2 separate regions of the Anser cygnoides genome follow, and region 1 is linked to region 2. The links are chromatin contacts, called in public Hi-C maps. All regions are on one chromosome and are shown on one strand. The core of a region is the stretch at or near the end of the contact, and the rest is flanking DNA. Distances in the headings are between cores, read along the strand shown.

The links. Hi-C and Micro-C count contacts between places; a contact is called where the count stands out from the background.
Region 1: a contact with region 2 is called in a Hi-C map of liver, with 1.8 times the contacts expected there. The contact joins the promoter of GCFC2 here to the promoter of LOC106044496 in region 2. A contact is called at or near these places in 2 of 7 Hi-C or Micro-C datasets (granulosa cells and liver).

Annotation. Positions count from the first base shown.
Region 1 is chr3:115,659,948-115,665,962 of Taihu_goose_T2T_genome, forward strand. GCFC2 (GC-rich sequence DNA-binding factor 2) reads left to right here and starts at 3,582. Exons shown (of 18, transcript XM_048065712.2): 1 at 3,582-3,895; 2 at 5,934-6,015. The coding sequence starts at 3,649.
Region 2 is chr3:115,454,230-115,460,704 of Taihu_goose_T2T_genome, forward strand. LOC106044496 (WD repeat and coiled-coil-containing protein) reads right to left here and starts at 2,946. Exons shown (of 6, transcript XM_048065807.2): 1 at 2,792-2,946; 2 at 2,309-2,397; 3 at 1,993-2,207. The coding sequence starts at 2,092.

The sequences.
Region 1 (6,015 bases), core at 2,332-4,831, 210 kb after region 2:
GCTGCATCAATGATGCTGTTTTGAAGGCTGAACCAGAAACCCACACAGTTCTTAAAACAACAAATGGTTCAACCTACTGTATTAATTTGCAGGATTTTCTCCTAGTTAATAGTTGTATAAAATAAAACATTAATGGCTCAACTTTGTTCCCTGCTGAGCACAGATATTATTTTTTAGAGGATGGAGAGCTGGACTGTATTTGTTCAGAGTAGCAAAGGCTCCTTTGGCTAATCATACTGAAATTAGTTTGAGATTTAAAGAAAATCTATGTAACCATAGAGAAAGTAGATTTCCAGGCAGGCCAGAATGTGTTGTGAAGGCAGCACTGACTCATGCAGGCTGAATTTTGGCAAATAAAGTGTTGTCAGCAGCTGAGCAGACACAGAGTTTTACTTGCAAAACCTAGCTACAGCACAGGCATTGAGAAACATGCAAGTAGATATGAATTTCAGGTTTCAACTGCTGGCAATAACACATTAATAGCATTAAGCAAGGTTATTTGTTGCAATTTGTAACCCTTACACTATAATTAGTAAATAATACTTTGGTAAGTCAGAGATGAAAGATCTTTTCAGTTGCATATGTTTCTCCACTCTCATATGTTTTGAAACAAGCCAAGAAAGCAATTGAATTCCAATAGGCTGGTATCTTTACCTGTTTGCTATGAATTGATAATTTTTTCCCAAAGCCTTCAGTTTTAGGTGCTAGAAAGATGTCGTTGGGTTCACGTTGTTAGGTTATGTGACACAAGTGGTGTGAGGGGATAGGGGCTGTCCAAATAACACCCTGCCTGGCTGCTCCCAGGCCCCTTGCAGGAGCCATCAGCCCATCAAAGGCCCATTTCCAGAAACCCAAAGGTGCACAGGGGCACAGTGGCAGTCGAGGACCCAAATTACAAACTCCTATGTGTGCAGCTGTGAGCGAGATGGTCTGTACCAGCAACTGGAAAGGGGCTGTCATTTCAGGGCCTCCAAAATTCAGGCGCCAGCAAATGGGGAAACTAGAAACCAGGCCCCAGAACCACTCTTAAGAAGTTATGGTATGCCTCTTACCAGAATTTTGTAAAATCCTCTAGAGTTATAAGTTGCTTTTAAAGGATGAATGATATATGTATCAACTTTGAAATAAATTTTCTCTGATCTTTTAGTATGTTTTGTGAGTCGCTGTGGAAAGTTTTCCTCATTCAGAGATTTCTGGAAAGATAAAATGCAGTGATAAAGATAGACAAAACAGTGTAAGAGAGCAAAGCAAATGTATGATTAATAACATAATTAATACAATCACACATTAATCGACAGGGTAAACAGATCACTGATTTTAAGCCAGTTTATGGAAGTCTACACTAAAACTCTATGTTAATGAAACATAGACATTGCTGATGACTGTGGCTCTTACTTGTCCCATGTAATACTGACAGTCTGAGGTGATACTGCCCTCCTCTGTTTTCTTTGCCTCATGTTCTGCCGGACTTATTCTTGACACGAAAAGAAGCAAGCACGAAGCATTCCCTCAGCTGCTGCAAATAACATTGTGCAGTAACTCCAGCTACGGGAGGTAAAGAAGTTGTTGCATTCAGAAGGTTGAATCTAGTTTTACAGTCTTGAGGCAAAATTGATTTGGCCTTTGAGTTTGGGTTCTTCTGCACTCAAAACTTGTTTCTGATGAACAGTGAGTCTTACAGAGCAAGTCACTTTGTAACTTTGATGTTAAAGTTTAACGGAGTTCAAGCCAGAGCTGAAGTCTATGGAGTGTGAAAAGAGACCATACTATCGGTCACTAATGCTTCACTGGAAATGTTGTGCAAGATTCATCTTGCTTTCATGCTACTTCTTGCTTTGGTAAGAGAAACCTATAGAAATTTGCTGATCTGAATCACTGATCTCCACAGAGCCCTTCTCAAAATCCATTTGCATGGCAAATGAGCTTTTAGTGCCTAGCAAAATAAATCCACTGGCATTTGCACCGAATTCCTTCCAAAGAGATACTTTGCTACAATTGAATTTGCTTTTCCTCTTCTGCACTGGGATCATTTTGGTTAGATGTGACTACTTAGACTAGTATCTTGGCACTCAGTGAGCATATTAACTGGAGTGACAACTGCAAACACAGCAGTTTCTCCCTGCTATTAATACCAACTGTGCCACAGATCTGTTCCACGTTTCTGCCATGCTGAAGGCCTGGACCATTTTGTCATCCAAGCAGGCAGTTCAGTCCTGCCTAAACAGCGCTCACTAGATGAATTTTATTATTCTATTACTTACTTCACTATTGAAGAATTTAAAATCAGATAGAGAATCTCTCAAGACTTAATATAGAGTCACAGAAAAGGAAAGGAGATTTCCAACTGTTAAAAAAAATGTCAGAGGAAACACAGGCCCCTAGGACAGCTCTTGAGACCTGTTTAGCATCATGTAACATCAGTGCTGGAACAGTAAATAAGAAGCAAGTAACTTCATTGGCATAATTCCAGGTTGATCTATGCCAGCAAACTCAGCATTGTCCAATTTATCCACCTGGCGGATAAATTCGGTGTACCTGTGCATCCTCAGACTATCCTTGACTTCACCCCTCAGTCAGAGAAAACACACAGGGGAAACATATATAAATTGCAAAGCTATAATGCAGCTTTGCATCAGAGCTCACAGTAAGTCATTTTTTAGGCACATATCTACTTGCACAACTACTTCTTTTTTTTTTCACAAGACCCACCAACCTTTTCCAGTGCAGAGGATGAATGACATTTGCAAGATGAACTGTGCTTATTGAATTGGTAGTTTTTATAATCCTTATTATTCATTGTACAGCCTTGGGTTTTATTTAATATGAACTGTTCAGAACCTGCACTAACTAGAAATATTTTAATTTTCTCTTGGGTTTTTATATTGGTCTTATTGTACCGCATTGTGCTTCACAAACGCAGTTTCTCTTCTTCATGTGATTCCTGAGGCAAGTTAATATTGGTATCTTCATCCTACAGATGAAGGAGGGATGGGTGAAGCAATTTAAGCAAGAACATTTCAAATGTCCACTATTTTTGGATACTTCTCTTGGGACACAAAGGCCTTACTTGAAGGACTCGCCCTGTTCCTGGTGTAACCGTAGGGGTTGGACCTGAAGCTTTCTTTCCACAGATCTCATTCACCACAGAGATGAGGGATGGTACGTGCCACTGTACAGCCCCTCACCACACAAACTAAATTTAAGTCCTTGTTATGCCACAACCCCACCGTCCTTCTGTTCCCAACCCCTCTTAACAGCGCTGGCATTTGCCTGCCTCCTTCAGAGAGCTAAATCCAGAGAAACAAAATAAAAAACGTGATTGTTTTTTGACAACTACGTAGCACCAAGCTGCGGGGCACGGGAAGGACCCATCAGGGCCACCCCCACCACGAACACACACACACACACTGACCTTCAAATAAATTTTATTTTCACGTGTCTGAGTGATCACCCAACCCCAGATCGCCTTCAGCTGGAGGACACTTTCCACACCCCCCTCAGCCTGTGCGAGGCCCTTCCCCTTCCCTTCCCCTCCCCTCGCTCCTCCCCTTCCCCGGGGACCCGAGGCGGGGCTGGCCCCGCAGGGGGCAGAGCCTGCGGCCGCCGCGCACCCTCCGCACGCAGCCGCTGCCGGGCCCGCCCCGCGCCATGTTCCGCCGAGCCCCGCGCACCTTCCGCGCCCGGCGCCGCCCGGCCTCCAGCGGCAGCAGCGAGGAGGAGCCGGGGGCTGAGCCTGACCCTGGCTACGTCCCGGACCCTGCCCCTGCCCCGCCGCAGGACCCCGGCACCGCCGCTGCGGAGGGGCCGCTGCCCGCAGAGCGGCCGGTGCGGGGCGGAGCGGGGGTGCGGGGCGGTGCGGGGGTGCTGAGCTTCGGGAGCGAGGAGGAGCGGGAAGGTGAGGGGGCGGAGAGCGGGGGGTTCTCGGCTTCGCTGGGCACCGCCGCGGTGGCTTCGTGGTGGGGGGGGGGGGGTTTGTCCTGCTGGGGTCTGCCGTAACTGCTCGGTCGCTGCCCCTCCTGGAAGGGGATAAAATGGGACAAAAAGGGCTCGGGGGTGAGATAAGGGCAGGGAGATCGCCCATCGGCTATCACGGGCAAAACAGGCTCCGCACAGGGAGATCAATACAATTTATTGCCTGTTGCTAATAGGCTAGAGCAGTGAGAAACTAAAAGCAAACTAAAACCGCTTTCTCCCCGTCCACCCTCTTTCGTCTCCTCCCCCCGAGTGGTGCAAGGAAACAGGGAACAGATATGGTATATAAAGAGAGGAGGCTCAGGGCAGACCTTATTGCTCTCTGCAACTGCCTGAAAGGAAGCTGTGGGTGCTGGGGGTCGGCCTCTTCTGTAAGGTACCTAGTGATAGGATTAGAGGGAATGGCCTGAAGTTGTGCCAGGGGAGGTTCAGGTTGGAAATGAGGAGACATTTCTTCTCAGAAAGAGCAGTCAGGCACTGGGACGGGTTGCCCAGGGAGGTGGTGGCGTCACCGTCCCTGGGGGTGTTCAAGGAAAGGATGGACCTGGTGCTTAGGGACATGGTTTAGTGGGTGACAGTGGTGGTAGGGGGATGGTTGGATCAGGTGATCTTGGAGATCTTACTGATTCTATGATAAGAGATTGTAGTCAGACCCTAGTACTTGGTCTCTGCTGCTCCTTCACGGTCCCTCTCTGCCCCTGCTCCCCGTGGGGTCCCTCCCACGGGATGCCGTCCTTCCCGAACTGAGCCTGCGGGGGCTGCCCACAGGCAGCAGCTCTTCAAGAACTGCTCCCACACGGCTCCGTCCCACGGGGTCCATCCCCCAGGAGCAAACTGCTCCAGCACGGGGCCCCCACGGGCGGCAGCTCCCCCCAGACCCCCTGCTCCTGCGTGGGCTCCTCTCCACGGGCTGCAGCTCCGGCCCGGGGCCTGCTCCTGCGGGGGCTCTCCATGGGCCGCAGCCTCCTCCAGGCCACATCCACCTGCTCCACCGGGGGCTCCTGCACGGGCCGCAGCGTGGAGATCTGCTCCGTGTGGGACCCATGGGCTGCAGGGGGACAGCCTGCTCCACCAGGGGCCTCTCCACAGGCCGCAGCACTCGGCTCTGTCCAGTGGTGGGCCCTTTGGAGCTGGCTGGAGCTGGCTCTTACCTGACACTGACATGGGGCAACTTCTGGATTCTTCTCACAGAGGCCCCCCCTTGCAGCCCTCTGCTACCAAACCCTTGTCACGTAAACCAAGTGCAGTGGGGGTGCTGGTTGCTTGGTGGGCCGCAGGTCTCTTCTATGCACCTTCTTCTGAACACAAGTTGGGATCCTGTGTTACGGATGTTGTGGGGTTTAGGAGAGACGTGCCTGTAACAGCACTTTGATGTCTCTTTGTGTGCTTGTGGCACACATTGGAAAGTTTTGTAGAGCTAGAGAAAACTTGAAAAAACAGAAAGGTAGCTTGCTGCAAGAAGGATATTGAGTTGGTGGAGCTCAGAGAAGAGCAATGAAGCTGGTGAAGGGACTTGAAAACAGGACTTAGGAGGAGTGGCTGAGGGAACTGGGGTTGTGTAGTCTGGAGAAGAGGAGGCTCAGGGAAGACCTTGTGGCTCTCTACAACTACGGGAGAGGAGGCTGCAGTGAACAGGGTGTTGGTTTCTTTTCTCAGGTGACAAGTGATAGGGCAGGAGGAAATGGCCTCAGGTCATGCTAGGGGAGGTGTTGCTCTGTCAAGGAGGCTAAGCTCCACAGATGTAAATTCAGAAGTGATGGATCCTGAGCAATAAAGTGATAGGTAGACAGAAGTTAGTCAGAGCTAGTTAGTCAGTTAGATAGAAGCAGCCAGAACTTCAGAATATGTGCTGAATGCACATGTAAGGTTTATTTGCTTTATATATATGTGCTTTACATATATACATGCATATACAATACTTTGTTAATATGTCTCTGAGTCATTGGGTTTTATCTCTCCAGGTGATGAAGAACTTTTCAAAATCAAAAAGCCGTCCTTCAATGAAGTAACCTTTAGAATTCAAAAGAAGAAAAGCCTGCTGCC
Region 2 (6,475 bases), core at 1,696-4,195:
TCATCACAAAACCAGTCCTTTCATTCTAATCGACAGGTTGCTGCTTCTCAGGGTATTTTGGAATGACTTAGTATTAAGAATTTTCAAAACGTCACCTCTCACCCTCAGCTTCGTGGCCCATTTGTGATCAGATAAAGTAATCTCTTACAAGTATGACAGAGCATTAATGTATTATCTATAAATCTGATCCTGTATTAAGTGGGTTAGAATGAGGCATTTGCCTGGTTATTCCAGAAAGCTCTCTAAAAGAGCAAATGCAATTTTGAAACAAGTTAGAATCAAAGCGGATTCTTCTGAGGAAATTTATTGAGAAAGTATTTAAAAGAACTTAGAACACAGGTAGGGGACAGAACCATCTACCTGAGGCATGTGCGAGTGAGTACTGTGAGAGGATATCAGTGACCTCACAGCTTCAACATCCCCTAGTGCAGTTAGGGCAGTCTTCCCCTTCCCTCCCAACCCTTTTCCTAAATGTTTTGGGGCCTTTTTATCAGAGTCCCCAAAGCATCTTGTTACTGTTTGCGGAGTACAAGGGATGAAAGCAGCAAGCAACAGGCAGCTGACTATGTCTGTAGACTGGCACTTATATTTACCTGAATATTCATACAAAATGTACGCGTTTTTACCTATCTACAGTAATTCTGGGGGCAGTTTTATTGTTTGGTTATTGCTGCAGAATTATGTCCTTTCATAGTGTCCAGCAAAATAGAAATTACTGTTTTATGGGTAGGAACTAAAAACGCAGAAAACCTTTGTTCCAGTACTCTTGACAAATGGGTTACATCATTTGCCTGATGCCTCAGCAGAAGGCTTCTCAGTTCCCTACACTGTGTAACAGCTTCAAGAGGGAGAATGGGAAACTGACAGCAATCGTCATTCTCTGCAGGCTGTAACCAAGTCTCCGGGACATCCACAAGGCACCAAAACTTCAAAGGGGTTCACAATTTTACCCACATTTCTAGTTTTTGAGCTGCGAGCAATCCCTATTCTGTGCACACAAGCTAACTGAAAGGAATCGATGGTCTCCTCGTTTAAGATTCTCTACAGGATTTCGCTCAGCTGCAAAGTCATGGCACAGAATGAGCTGCAGCTTTAGTAGGAAAGATGAAAAACAAGAAAGTGTATGAGAAAGTCAACAGTCAAATTGGAAGGGTTATCACGACATGAAGGAGCTGGCTCTACTTCAGATTTTAATTAACGATTTGTTGCTGATCCCATCTTGGAAGAAAAGGACTGGAAGAGCAGACTTAAGAGACTAAAATTATACAGTTATGATGATCAGGATGTCTCCTTATCAAGTTAATTACGAGCACAAAAAATAGTAAAGGGGGGCGGGAAGGAAGTGTGTGTGTGGGGGGAGAAGCATGAATATCTCTCCAGGAAATCAAGAATGGTTTAGGTTGGAAGGGACCTTAAAGATCACCTAATTCCAGCCCCCTGCCATGGGCAGGGACACCTCCCACCAGCCCAGGCTGCCCAAATCCCATCCAGCCTGGCCTTGGGCACTGCCAGGGATGGGGCACCCACAGCTTCTCTGAGCGTAACTGCCTGCATAGGTGCATAGCAAAAACAGGTCTGGCTTACAGTGGATCACAAACTGAGTAATTCGCTAATTTCAGTACGAAAGTTGCAAAATAAGACCGTATAATTTGGGAATGTTTTTAGGAGAGATGCTACGCACCAGGGAGATAATTACCTTACTACTACTGAAGCTCTCTGCCTAGTTCTGCGTTTCACAGTCCAATGATGATGGAAATGTTTCATAGAGTTCACGGACCACAGAACCACAAAAATTGGGTTAATTTAGTTTGGAGAATGTGAGTGTAAACTTGCAAACACAAACCAGGTGGTAGAAGAGACAGCCCTGATCCATTGTTCTCCAGGTCCACTGTGCAAGATAATAAGCAGCTTAGTTTCAACAAAGGAGATTTAGGTCAGCTATTAAGGAAAAATTGTAACTAAAAATGACAGCTCAGCACTCAAGCGGGTTACCTTGCAGAGGGGAAGAAGGTGCTCCATGAATTTGATACTCTTTTGCTATTGCACTGATGCAATTTGATCGTAAAAGTCTGTCAGGGACAACTTTAAGCATGTTGCCTTGTGGTAAAAGCACACTTGAGGTACTTCCCAGTTACCTTCTCCATCACCTGCCTGGCTCTTCTAAGCTCCAAAACAACTGATCTCAATTTCCTTTTAAGCAACGGCCACTTGTGGAAAAATTAAAGCGGGATTTGATTGTTTTTAAGGAATCTGAGCGCCACACCCCTGCTGGGCAAGCTTCACACACAGAAGGGCGATGCCAACTTGCCTCATAAGACAGGCTGGGATCCTACAGCTCCGGGGCCACCTGGGCGGTTCCTTCTGGCGGAGGAGCCGCTCCACATCGCCCGAGGACACCTGGAAAAGGAAAACCGGGCCCGGCGGCCGTGGCACCCGCACCGCCCGGCACCCCGGGGTGCTGAGGCATGCCGCAGCCCCGTGACATGGCGGAGGCCGGGCTGAGCTGCTCGGCGCGGCACAACTCCCGCTCCCTGCCCCTCTGAGGAGCCGAGGAGCCTGCGGGGAGCCCCGCGGGGCCAAACGGGGCAGCGCCGGGGAGAAGGGGGCGAAGGGAGCGCCCAAACCCGCCCGCCCGCGCCGCTTCCCCAAAACCAGCCGCCCGCCCGCGCCGCTTCCCCAAAACCAGCCGCCCGCCCCGCCGCTCGCTGCGCGGGCCCGCCCGCACCGATATCCCCCGCCTCCCTCAGCGGCCCGCCCGCCGCGCTCCTCCCCGCCGCGGCCGGCGACCGACCTCACCCTCCCGGCGGCTCGGCACGGCCCCGACGGCAGCGAGCGGCGGCCGCCTTCTGGTCCCGGCCTCCGTTCCGCCTCTCCGCCCCGGCCCGGCCCGCCCGGGCCCTGTGACGCGGCGGGCGGTGCCTACAGGGGCTGGGCGCTAGGACTACAACTCCCAGGAGGCAGCGGGGCTCGGCCGTGACGTCACGCGGCTCTCCGCCAATCCCGAGGGTGGCGGGAATGGCTTCTTCCCGCCGCCCCGCTGTCGCCCGTCCCTGAGGGGACCGCGGGCGAGGGGTCGGGGTTTGCGCCCTGCCCCGTGTCTGGGGACTTCTTTTTTTCTCCATAAAGGTGGAAAATCAGTTAATTAGATGCATACCCGCTTTGTTCTGTGTTATCCTCGGGAGGTCACGTTTAAACCCAGGGAATAAAGCACATAAATGTGATACAGAAGTGCTCCAAAACAACTTTGGTCTGGATTTACTGCATTGGGCATAACACACTGTGAAGTCCCCGAGGCCTTTTTAAAGTTAATTGTGTGCTCTTGCAAGGTGTATGCCGTAGCACTTGTCAGTGCTTAGTATTGCAGAGCAGTCCGATCACTGCACAGGTTTTGAAACCCATGACAGGATGTTGAAGTACTGGAAAAGGTGCATTAAAGAGCTGTCAAATTGGTTCAGGGTGTGAACAAAATACTCAAAATGAACGTGAGGTCAAACGTACAAAAAAGCTCAAATGTAAAAAAAAAAAAAAAAAAAAAAAAAAGAAAGAAAGAAAAAGACTAGTGCATGAGGAGGCTCAGGGGAGGCCTTATGGCTCTCTGCAACTACCTGAAAGGAAGGTGTGGGGAGCTGGGGGTCGGCCTCTTCTCACAGGTACCTAGTGATAGGACTAGAGGGAATGGCCTCAAGTTGTGTCAGGGGAGATTTAGGTTGGAAATGAGGAGACATTTCTTCTCAGAAAGAGCAGTCAGGCATTGGGACGGGTTGCCCAGGGAGGTGGTGGAGTCACCGTCCCTGGGGGTGTTCAAGGGAAGGTTGGACCTAGTGCGTTGGACCAGATGATCTTGGAGGTCTTTTCCAACCCTAATGATTCTATGATTCTACTTGTCTATCTATATATGTATATTATTATTTTTCTTTTTTTGAGTTAGTGCAGAAAGGTTTAACAAAAGAGCCCATGGATCAACTCAAGCAGGACACAGCTGTCAGTGTGATTGACCTCTGGAGCAAACTACTAACAGAAAGCATCAGTTTTCCACTTTCATCTTTAAGTCAAAATGTGGCGACTTTCTGGGACATATTTTTTAGCTAAATGCAAATTCCTCCGTAGTCACAGACAAATTTTGGAGTTCAATGTATGAATATGAAATTCAATGGTCTAGTTTGCACTAAAGGTGAGGGCATCTTTGGATCTATGACAGACTATTGGTTACAAGGTAAAATTCCAGGTATTGTCTGTCAAAACAAACAAACAAACAAACAAACAAACAGAAAACACTAATTTGACTGTTTTCTACCTGACAGGGTACCTGTAAGATGCTGGATTATAGGATAGAGGGCTCAAGAAGACTGCAGTGCATAAGAACTCTTCTCTTATCTGATTATAGTGGGAAAGGGTCATGGAAGAGAAATTCATGCCACTCATATAGAAATTTCACTTCCAGCTTCCTTCAGAAAATTGTCCAGCAAAGGAGAAGTGGCCATGAGACTTCTGGATAGCGAGTGGTAGAAAATAGGATTTGTTTGAACTGCTGTATTTTTTAAAAGAAAGGGTCTTTCTGCCAGCTTCAGGCCCTTGACGCTGTGAGGTGCTATAAACAAAACAACCAACCAACCAAAACCAACAACAAAATAAAACCAGGTTTGAGATGATTAATAGATTTATAAAGTTACATTTTAGTTCAGAAAGCAGAGGACACAAATGACAGCTTTTCTGTGTTGCTTGACAAATACTTATTCTCAGATATGTGAGAATTAATCAGAAAGTGAACAAACACGATTTTCACATCTCTTCTCTGTGTTCCCTCTTCTTTGACAGAGAGCACATTAACAGCAGTCAGAGTACAGAATGCTCACCACTGGAGCGAGAACAATCCCAAACTAACCTGGAACTGAAAAGGAAATCTGAAAAATGATTTCGTTCCTGCAAAAACCTACTCTTATATTCACTATGCACTTATGTTCCCTGTGCACTCTCGAGGTTAGGTTCTTGGTATGTTACGCTTCTCAGAGGTGAGCAGAGCTAAGCCCTGCTTGAGAGATGGCAATGACAGTTATTTTATTTGCTCTTGTTCTTTTAGCCCCAGGAAGCACACGTGCAGTTACAAGCGCTAAAAGTTTCTACTCCCTCTTGTGGGTTGGTAAGGGTTGCAAGGGGGGTCGTTTTCCAGTTCAGCTCCCTTCTTTCTGTAGGACTGTATGTGCCGAGACACTCAGCGCTGTATTACATCAGCTACTGGCACTGTGAAGTGCCTGGGGTTGCTTGGTCCTGTGCATTGCCAGGATAAGACAGACCTGTGTTTTCAATCATTTCCCTATCGACACCAAATAAAGAAGGGTGACAAAAAGGTGCACCTCCTATAGCATTAGTGATACTGTGGTTTTGATCGATTGATGGTGATGAAGTTGGAAAGTGCTGCCAGGCCACCCATGAATAAGAAGACTTTTGGGGGCAGGTTTCAGCAGCGAGTGTGGCCATTTAGTATTTCCATCAGTGCCTGGCACCAGAGAGCTGGCAGCTGCTCTGTTCCCTGGTGGTTAAGGCAGAGCTGGGCCACCAGAGGGCTATACCAGACAGCAACAGCCTGCTGAAGGAACTGAGTTCCTGACGGTAATGGTATTCTTGAGAGAGTAATGATTTGGCACTTTTTTGTCTAACTTGTTTTATCAGGTGGAGAGACCGCATTTAAAAATGCATCAGGAGATAATTTCACGTTAAACAGTTACTTTTTCTTTCTGTGCCTAGAATTATATGATCAAGTATTTTCAGAGACTTTCATTTTAATCATGTAAATTTGCTTATAAATATACGAATTAAATATTAACTAGGGTCTACAGATGAACCAAAGGTATCAGAAAAACTTGTATACATTTGTAAATCTGTAAAATATGATCACTTGTGTAGTATCTTGATCGAAATAGATTCGTCTCTGCCTACCAGAGTGCCAGGGTGGTATGTAGGTAATTATTGTAATATCTAGATGTTTATTTCCCTGCCCAACAGTGTATGTCTGATTTTCATAGCCACAGGCTGGTTAGTTTGTGTTGTAGAGCAGCATGAAAATTCCTTCCTTCCTTCCTTCCTTCCTTCCTTCCTTCCTTCCTTCCTTCCTTCCTTCCTTCCTTCCTTCCTTCCTTCCTTCCTTCCTTCTTTTCCTTCCTTCCTTCCTTCCTTCCTTCCTTCCTTCCTTCCTTCCTTCCTTCCTTCCTTCCTTCCTTCCTTCCTTCCTTCCTTCCTTCCTTCCTTCCTTCTTCCTTCTTTTTTCAAGCTATTTGTTTTTATATATATGGCACCTCTGTTACTGCAGGGATACGAAAACCCTTAGGAGACATATATAAGGTAAAAGCAGGGCAATGAAATTACACAGGGAAAAGTGTTTAAGAAGATGAAATGATAGCAATAATTTCCAATGGTCATGCTTATTCGAAGCACACATTTTGTCTTTTAAAAATACACACTTGCATTAAGTCAGGCTTCT